Regions from separate parts of the Triticum aestivum genome. Here region 1 is linked to region 2. The links are chromatin contacts, called in public Hi-C maps. All regions are on one chromosome and are shown on one strand. Each heading gives the region's core, a stretch centred on a gene start, on an enhancer-like site or on the middle of the called end of the contact. The rest is flanking DNA. Distances are from core to core; before and after follow the strand shown.

The links. A called contact is a pair of places that touch in the nucleus more often than the background predicts.
Region 1: a contact with region 2 is called in a Hi-C map of leaf, with 5 times the contacts expected there. The contact joins the promoter of LOC123140184 here to the promoter of LOC123140168 in region 2. A contact is called at or near these places in 2 of 5 Hi-C or Micro-C datasets (both in leaf).

Annotation. Positions count from the first base shown.
Region 1 is chr1B:588,244,894-588,249,735 of IWGSC CS RefSeq v2.1, reverse strand. It overlaps LOC123140184 (probable alpha,alpha-trehalose-phosphate synthase [UDP-forming] 7), which reads right to left and starts at 2,716. Exons shown (of 3, transcript XM_044559900.1): 1 at 527-2,716. The coding sequence starts at 2,583.
Region 2 is chr1B:587,676,004-587,681,047 of IWGSC CS RefSeq v2.1, reverse strand. It overlaps LOC123140168 (ras-related protein Rab7), which reads right to left and starts at 2,797. Exons shown (of 7, transcript XM_044559899.1): 1 at 2,535-2,797; 2 at 2,408-2,434; 3 at 2,176-2,275; 4 at 488-634; 5 at 331-411; 6 at 91-236. The coding sequence starts at 2,587.

The DNA of each region.
Region 1 (4,842 bases), core at 1,467-3,966, 570 kb before region 2:
GAGAGAATCTCATGCAGTTTATTTCCCAGATTTACCCTTGAAAAGCGCCGCAAAATACTCGCTCCACGCGCCTCGATAACAAGCATCCGTTTAATATGGGCCTCACGCTGGCCAATCCTAGAGTGTGAATGCTATAGAGGAGCAGAATGCGCAGCCTTAGCCAATCATGCTATGTGCATGCAGCGACAGATAATAATGTGAATCAGTAAAGCAGATCCGAGGGAGGGGTATTTTGTCAAGCACTGCGTTATTCTCCCACCTGACGCCCTAATTTCATGGAGGGAGTACCAAACAAACAACTGGTGCATGTAGTAGCCTGACAAGGAACAAATGAAGAATTTCCTATTGATACAAGAAAAACCAACAAAAGTAAACTAGATTGCTATTTGCTCGATGAAGCAGAAAACACTGAGACCTTTGCATCTGCAGTTGACCTAGACTCCTATTCCTATTATGTCTGAATAAAGTACAGACTTCACTGTTAATCTGAAGCAAAATGTACAACAGTGGTAATAAAAAATTGTACCTTAAGAAATAGCCATGCTCTGCCGCGATGCCTAGAATTGGACATGAGGAGAACATTGATCCCAAGCTATTCTTGCTTCTTCCACTGACAATAAAGACGATGTTGTTCTTATCCGAGCATAGGGTATTAATGATGCTTACTAATTCTTCACTCGGTTTCTGGTAGAGAGAAGCCTGTGGCACCAATGTACCATCATAGTCAAGAAATATAGCTCTACTCTTTGATCTCCCATAAGACATTATAATTGAATCAAAACTAAGCTTTGAGAAATTTGGGTCTAGTGCCACCACCCTGAATCCAAATCCCAATCCAATGCCCCAACATGGCTTCCTGAAATGATCCTTGCAAGCCCTCTCCAGGTCCTGGATAAAGCTCCTTGACCAATATGCAACGTCATGTGTGCTTACATAGCGGTAATGTTTTTCGTGCCTCAGCTCCTTGTCACGCTCTGACATTGATATGGCCTCATTTAGTGACTCCGCCGTTGATTCAACATTCCATGGGTTAATACGAATGGCACCACTCAGTGAAGGTGAGCACCCAATAAATTCCGAGACAACTAGCATGCTCTTGCGTGGCCCACTCACCTCAGGTGCAGACTCAGAGCTAGGTATGCCCTGTCGACAGACAACATACTCATATGGGGTCAAATTCATCCCATCCCTCACAGCCGTCACCACGACACACTCAGCGACCGTATAATATGCAAGCTTCTCCACACTTGGGACATTCCGATCAATGAGAACAATTGGGCTGTACCCGGACTGGCCAAACTCTCTGTTAATCCTCTCACAACTATCCTGAATCTCAGCCCGAATGGACTCAATATCCTTTCCCTTCCCACGTGCTGGGTTAGCAATCTGTACTAACACAGCCCTGCCCCGCCACTTAGGATGTGTCTTCAACATATACTCAAATGCAAGAAGCTTCAGATTGATGCCTTTAAAGATATCTGTGTCATCCACACCAAGCAACACAGTCTTGCCCTCAAATTGCTGCCGCAGCTCAGCAACCTTCTGCTGCATTTCAGGTAACCGCAGCACTGACTGCAATTGACCCATATGGATTCCCACTGGCATGATCTTGATCCCAACAGTGCGACCATAGTAATCCAGACCAATATATCCACGCTTTGACTGGTACTCTATCCCCAGCATCCTACTACAGCAAGACAGAAAGTGCCTGGCATAATCGAATGTGTGGAATCCAATGAGATCACAGTTGAGCATAGTCCTGAGGATCTCCTCTCTGACAGGGAGGGATCGGTATATCTCTGATGAGGGGAATGGGCTGTGGAGGAAGAATCCGATGCGGAGGCGATTGAAGCGGCGGCGGAGGAAGGTGGGCAGCGCCATGAGGTGGTAATCATGGACCCAAACATAGTCGTCCTCCGGGTTGATGACCTCAACGATCTTCTCGAAGAAGTGCTTGTTGGCGAGGACATAGGCCTCCCATGAGGCGCGCTCAAACCGACCACCGGCAGATGCACCGTTGTCATTGGGAGATTGAGCGGTGGCGAAGGGGAGCATGTAATGGAAGAGCGGCCAGAGGTAGCCCTTGCAGAAGTTCTGGTAAAATCGATCGTAGAGGTCGGCGGGGAGGAAGACGGGGGCGCAGCGGAAGCCGTCGATGAGGGTCTGCGAGACCTCGTCCTGCTCGGCGGCGGGCACGTCGGCGCGGAGGGTGCCGATGAAGAGCACCTCCATCTCGTCGGGGACGCCGTCGCGGAGGCGGAGGAGGAGCGAGTCGTCGTCCCAGGAGAAGACCCAGCCGCGGCCGTCGGGGCGGCGGCGCGCGACGACGGGGAGCTGGTTGGCGACGACGATGAGGCGCTCGCAGATGGCGGAGGAGGGCACATCGGAGGCGACGCTGCTGGTGGCGGCCCGCTCGTCGTCCTCGTCGTCCAGCTCCGACAGCGTGCCGGGCACCGTCATGACCCGCGGCATCCGCCTCGACCCGAACGACCCCGACCGGCGCCTCCCGCCGCCGGCCGGGCCGAGCGCCGCGAAGTTCCCCGCCGCCAGGTCGAGCAGGTTGGTGTAGGACCTCGACATCATGGCTGAATCCCCCGGATCGATCCCCGCCGGATCCGCGGAATGGCGAGTGTTTTATCCAAACCCTAGGTCCGCCCGCGCCTTTGACCGATCCGGCGTTTTGGAGTTCGGGGGAATGGGGAGCCGAAGTGGGGCGACGGGGAAGACGAGCACACAGTATATTGCCCCCTTGCTGGACTCGGCGCACGGCGCCTGCCTCCTGGTCCACCCCTCACCGACCGATGGGCCCTACCATTCCTGTCACCCGCCGGCGCAGTGCACCCTGCCCACACAGACAGACCACGCGGCGGAGAAAAGAGGATAAGGTGGTGCGTGCCCCACCGGCTCCAGCTGGCGTCACGCTGCCACCTGACGACCCTGGGGCCCACCCAAACGGACGCACGGGATGGCTCCGCGCACGCGATTGACGGACGAGATCAGCCGGGGGCTACAGCTTGTGGATAAAGAATTCCCCAGGCCATTTGGTCCGGCGCTTTCATGAGACGTCCCGGTCCCCCTTCCCGTTCCCGCAAGCGAGCGACAGCGATAGCCCAAACGCGGTGGCCCGGGACACGCGTCCGGCAGCCGCGCCGCCGCGTCGACATGATGCCGACGCTGCAGATGTGTCCGTGACTAGGCGCAACGCTGTCCACGAATTTGATCTGCGGTGAGGTGGCCAGCGTCGCCGCTCCGGTGATGTGGCGCCACATGGGCCACCCGTGGCACGCGCGGCATGTCAGCGAGGCCGCGACTGCGACCGTCCGTGGCCACGTCGCCCTCGGATGCCCATTCCAGGTAGGCATACGGTCATCCATCGAGACGGACGCCACGAGGAGCGTCGCGCGCAGGATATCCCTAATTAATTCGCGCGACAGACAACCAGCTAACAAACAGCTAGCGAACAGAAGGGCAGTGTCTTCTAGCTCTGTCTTTCGAGGAAAAAAGGACAAGCAATCTTAGTGGCTAATTAAGCGTGAGGCAGCAGGCGCACTGGCCACCCAACCCATGATGATAGTCTGACCAGCATAGCATATCCCTTGATTTTTATTCGGATAACGTGCCCTTTGCCGTTGCCGCTAGGTAGGTTCAACTTCAATCCAGTGGTGCAATTTGGTTTAGGAATATCTGATGATATAGTATAGCCAGTTGGCCATGTAGCGTAAGGCAAGTTGTTGTACGTACTGGTCAAGCTTTTGACGATGGAATCTCCAGGTGAGGATCAGTGGGGCTGGGGCCATATTGTTGGCCTTCGTGTGTTGTAAATTGTATAGTACTACTATTATACCATTGTAGTGATGTACTAGCACCCCTCGATCGCATACTAGTTTTGTCTCAAGTCAAACTTTGTAACATTTAATCAAGTTATATATACAAAAAATTATTAACATGCACAATCCCAAATCAACCATTAGAATCACCATTTAATATATTTTCATAACATATATATTTGTTATTGTGAAAGTTAAAATTATTTTTGATAAACTTGGTCAAACTTTATGAAGATTGACTTAGGTCAAAGCTAATATGCGGAGTAAATAAAAACGAAGGGAGTATGTCAATAACTTTTTAAAACTCTGCATTATTACATGACCAGATTGACCTATGGTCTGTTCAAACTCTTCGTAATTGTGTGATGTCTTTTTTCAGATATTTTTAAGAGTGTTCTGGACGAGCTCTACCGTGAATAACAAGTTGTGATGACAACACTGTAGCTTGTGTGTAGAGCCACAATTGCTTTGACTACGACTCGATCTCTTCCCTTCAATTGCCAATGTCTTCATCGATCATGGGTCTTTGCACGCGTGCACAAGGCAGAAGCGGGTTTCTTAGTGTTACTTGCGTTGCACGCTTAGTCGACGTTCATGATGATTTTAGTGAAGGGATTTAAGATCTAGTAATGGCGTTATAGTTAGCGACACATGCATGTGGCGAAAGCATGAGATGCTTGGTGAAAAAGCACAAGATGTCATTGGCTAGGCCAGTAAAGCAATGGCGGCGCACATGCATTGCCCCTTGTTCCCAGTAGTGGAAAATCTCTTGATCGATATGTTTTTCTCCTTTTTCTTTACTCCCTTGCGTCTTTGAAGAGAGGAGAAACAATATAATTTCTTGATAAGTTTATAAAATTAATTTTCTTGAGCTCGTGCACATGTTGTAGAAATTTTGTGGTATGTCTTCTCTATTAATCGGCTCAAAAAGCGACGGGGAACTCAAAGGTTTAGCTAAAGACATGAAGATAACGACTGTTGCTAGCGTGTTTTGCTCGGTGTTGCAAGCTCTTCT
Region 2 (5,044 bases), core at 1,548-4,047:
TTCTGTATTACTACATGATATATTCACTTGCAACGAATGCAGTTCACATTCACCAAAGACAATAAAGAGAGTAAAAGATATTGTCCTTACAGTTCTTCCTCTGGCTCGTTCTTCAGAGCATTCTTTACTATACACTGGAAAGCTTCCTCCACGTTGATTCCATCCTTGGCAGAAGTCTCAAAGTATGGGATGTTCCCTTTAGAGGCACACCATGCCTTTGCCTTTTTCTCAGAGACCTGAATGGAAGCAGTTTACGTATCCCTAAGAATCCATCAGAGAGCACCTATTTACTGAGAAAAGGCAAAGCATAAAGTGAATATAGGTAATTACCACACGGCTATTCCCGCCATCTACATCAACTTTGTTACCCAGCAGAACAAAAGGGAAGTTATCAGGATCTGATGGGCTAGCCTGTCAAAGTAAACACCCAAGTGAGACAGGCATAACATGATTCTGGACTGTTAATGAATTATGAAAAATAATTCACCTGAATTAGAAACTCTTCACGCCAGTTGTTCAGATTATCAAATGATTTCATCGAGTTAACATCATAAACTAGAACACAACAATCTGCTCCGCGGTAGAATGCAACACCAAGACTTTGAAACCTCTCCTGACCGGCAGTATCCCATATCTACACAGAAACATATGTTAATCCACACACACACACAAAAAATTCTGTCTAAGCATCATATATAAGTGGTCATATAGAATGGTAATGAAAAATATACAGAATCACAGGTACCAGAAAACCTCAAGAAACAGATTTCTCATGCATCCATTAGCAATGTGCTTTAACAGAATCATTCAGAAAACAAAGAGCCGCTAAGAAATAGTCTGACATTTCAAATAGCAGGAGTTAACATGAAAAATATAACGTTTGCTAGTTCGTAGGGGTTAAGAGCATATGATGAGTGAAGAGCAGGGATGGGGCAAAACCACTTTGATAGAATCATTCAAAAAACAAAGGAAACGCTAGGAAACAGCTTGATATTTAAAATAGATGGGATTAACATGAAGAATGAACCACTTGCTAATTTGTAAGGGCTAATAGCATAGGTTGAGTGAAGAGCTGGTATGGGGCAAGCCTGCTTTAACAAAATCATTGAAAAACAAAGGAGCTGCTAGGAAACGGTTTGGCATTTAGGATAGTTGACACTTGAAACTAACATGAATAATGCGCCGCTTGCTAATTTACTAGGGGCTAATAGCATAGGTTGAGTAAAGAGCAGGTATGGGGCAAGCCCGCTTTAACAAAATCATTCAAAAACAAAGGAGCTGCTAAGAAACGGTTTGGCATTTAGGATAGTTGAAACTAACATGAAGAATGCACCTCTTGCTAATTTGTTAGGGGCTAAAAGCATAGGTTGAGTGAAGAGCAGGTACGGGGCAAACCTGCTTTAACAAATCATTCAAAAACAAAGGAGCTGCTAGGAAACCGTTTGGCATTTAGGATAATTAAAACTAACATGAAACATGAACCGTTTGCTAATCTGTAGGGGCTAATAGAGTAGGACGAGTGAAGAGCAGGGTGCAAAACAAACTAATACTCCCTCTGTAAAGAAATATAAGAGCGTTTAGATCACTACTTTAGTGATCTAAATGCTCTTATATTTCTTTACAGGGGGAGTAACAATTATTTGTTGTCAGAGGCCCAAGGCTAAATCAGAAGAACATCATGCCAAGATAAGTAGTACTTTTATGCCCTAGTGAATTCTTGAACCATTTACACTTTTCTAGGAATTGTTCTCATGTAAAATCAAATGGTCTATTTATTTTCTTTCGGAAGACTACACTATATGTGGGTCCACTTTCTGATGTCCATACAAATTTAGCTCCAGCATAAGTCGACAAGCCAATAATTCCAGTCATGCTGTACCCAATGGTGTACAATAATATTCACAGCTGAGAACACTAAACTAAGCAGGACTGCAAATGATGCAAGGATTGAACCAATCATGCAGCATCAACCGTGTGATGATCCACACAAAGAGTAGATCGACGGATAACATTTGCTATCTTGTACTTTACATGGGACAGGAGCAGTTCAACAACTAATGATGGTGATGCCAAACCACACTAGCACTACTCACATGAACTGAAGTAGTGAACTAGGCATAGAGCATGATCCAGCAGCGGCAAAAAAGAAAGACGAGGGCATAAAGATCTTCTTACTTGTAGGGTGAAGAGCCTGTCCTCGAACTGCACCTCCTTGGTGAGGAAATCGGCGCCAATCGTAGCCTTGTACTGGTTGCTGAACTTCTTGTTCACATATCTGAATTAAATCAAAGCTCAAGGAAACACAAGCCAAAACAACTACTTATGCTCCAGTACAAAATCCAATCTGTCCGGAACGACACAGCTAACTCGACGCAATTATAATATCTGAACACGAATCTCAGGATACTGGTTCATCAAGGAAGTCTTCCCAACCCTAGATCACAGAAGACGAAGAGAGAAAGTCAGCGAGGAATCGAGAGAGGGGGGATAACAGAGCCGCGTAAAACGGGGGGAGAGAGATCCGAAGCGCTCACCCGCTGTCGCCGAGGATGATGACCTTGAGGAGGGTGCGGCGGCGCGAGGCCATCGGGATCTAGGGCCCGGGGCGATCGATCTCGCTCGCGCGCGCCGGAGGGACTGGAAGGGGGCGGGGCGGGGCGAGGCGAGGCGAGACGAGACGAAAGAGCTGAGCTGTCGCGCCGCGTCGACTCGTGTGCTCTGTGCCTCTGTGGTGGGCGATGCGAGGGAGGCCCGGAAGAACTGCGCCGAAGGGGGCCGTGATGTGATGTGGCGACCGTAAGGCCAACTCCACGGTGCGACCCTATCCTGTCCGCCCCCGTCCGTTTGGAGTAAAAAGGACAAAAGCGACGGCGCAGCGCGCGGGCGCAAACGGACTTTGTGTCCGCTTTGTGTCCGCTTTCGACCCATCCCCGGCCCAAACTTGCGCTGGTTTTGGGATGAAACGGACAGCGCGCGGACGGGCGGGACGCGCGCGCTTGTCCTCCCCTGGCCCGCCTGTCGGTAGGAGAAACCAAAATCCCCCCACGCCCATTTGGCGCCATTTGCCCCAAACCCTCCCGCCGCCCTCTCTCTCCTCCATCCATGGCCGACGCCCAGCCGAGTCACGGCGGCCTGGCCGTCGACCCGCCCGCAAAGGTGAAGAAGAAGGCGCCAAGGAAACCGCGGTCGGAGTGCACGCCGGAGGAGATCGCCAAGTTGGACGCGGAATCGGCGAAGAGGAGGGAACGGAGAGCGGTCGTCAAGCTCAATGCCGCCGCGGCCAAGAGAGCCGCCATGCGCGAGGAGCTGGAGGCCGCGCGGCGCAAGGCCGCTACCGACAAGAAGGAGGACCTCGTCAACAAAGCGCACGCCATCCTCATGCTTGGCATGAGGCGTCCTGCCGGGTTCCCTGCAGCGGCCGTCGCCCCGGCGAGCACCAGCTCGTCGGTTGCGCGGCCTACGCACTGCGGCCAGTCGCCGACGTCGCGCACCGCGCCCATGTCGTCGTGCTTCCCTCCGCCAAGGCACGACGGCCAGACCCGTTTCTCGAGGTCGCCGGACGTGGGCGCGTTCGCGCCGTCCACACCGCGCCCCGCGGCCGTCATCGACCTCAACGTCACGCCCGGGTCCAGCAGCGGCGGGCGGCCGTCCGTCGAGATGCTAAGAAAACAGGCACGGGCACCGTTCACGGGCACCATGCCGGCCCCCCGCGTCTTGTTTGATGAAATGCCAACCCCAACGCCAGCGGTCGACGACCCCTTCTACAACCGCTACATGGAGGACGTGATCTTCGACGGTGGGCATGGTCGTACCTACGACCCCAATGAGACCCAAAGTCAGGATGGCCGTGCCGAGTACGTCCCCGATGAAGGTGGGCACGACCGTGCTGACTACGACCACGTTGACTCGTGGCATGAAGACGATGACATCTATGTCGAAGGTGATGATGAAGAAGAAGAAAGCAATGACGTTGATATTAGTGGTGCGCCATTGTTCATCGACGAGCTCACCCAAAGAGCGGAGGCACAAAAGAAGAGGAAGAGCATTCGCACGGGTTCATATACACAAGATGAGGACAAGTTGATTTGCCAAGCTTGGATGGAGATTAGCCAAGATCCGAGGACCGGCGCGCAATAAAAGGGCATTGTTTTTTGGACGAGAGTCCACAAAACATTCCATGAAAGGAAGATGTTTGAGCCCTTCCAAATTACAAGCAACCGTGGCATCGGTTCGATTCAAAAAAGATGGTTGTTCATCCAACAAGAGTGCAACAAGTATTGCGCCGCATTTGAGAGCGTTGAAGCACGGCCCGTGATTGGTCTCGGCGTTGGGGACATGGTATGATCTCCCCTTTCTAGCCCTTTCCTTGCTACGGCCATGAGACTTTGGCCGTGTATATGTTTGCATGTTCACTTGTTATTGATCATGTGGTGTAGGCATTCCAATATTTGGAGGCATTCAAGGCCCGGCACAATGACAAGCCATTCACTCTTACGCATTGTTGGACGCTCATCAACATGTGCCCTAAGTTCAAGGACCAATACCGTGAACTACAAAGGGAGAGAGGACTGAAGACGACCAAGTTCGCCGGAGGTGGAGATGGCAAGGCGTTGAAGAGGCCGAGGGGCAAGACCAACTCCAAGGTGGATGACATACGTGACGCCTCATCCATGGCCTTGCATGACACTTTGCATGGCATGATGTCTCAAAAGGATTTGAGGGACGAGAAGAAGCGGCAAAGCAAGGACGAGCAAATGAAGCAATACCTAGACCTTCAAAGACAGAAGCTTGAGATGGAGGAGGCGGCCAAGAGGAGGAAGATCGACTTGGAGGAGGCGGCCCGGCAACGGCAGCTCGACATGGAGGAGGCGGCCCGGCAAAGGCAGCTCGACATCGAGGCCGACAACGTCAAGGCCAGGCAGAGGCAGCTCGACATCGAGGCCACCAATGCCGCCACCAAAGGGAAGGAGGTGGCCCTCGCGATCATGAGCGTGGACTTGTCGAAGATGAGCGACAAGACGAGGGCCTGGTTCGAGGCCAGGCA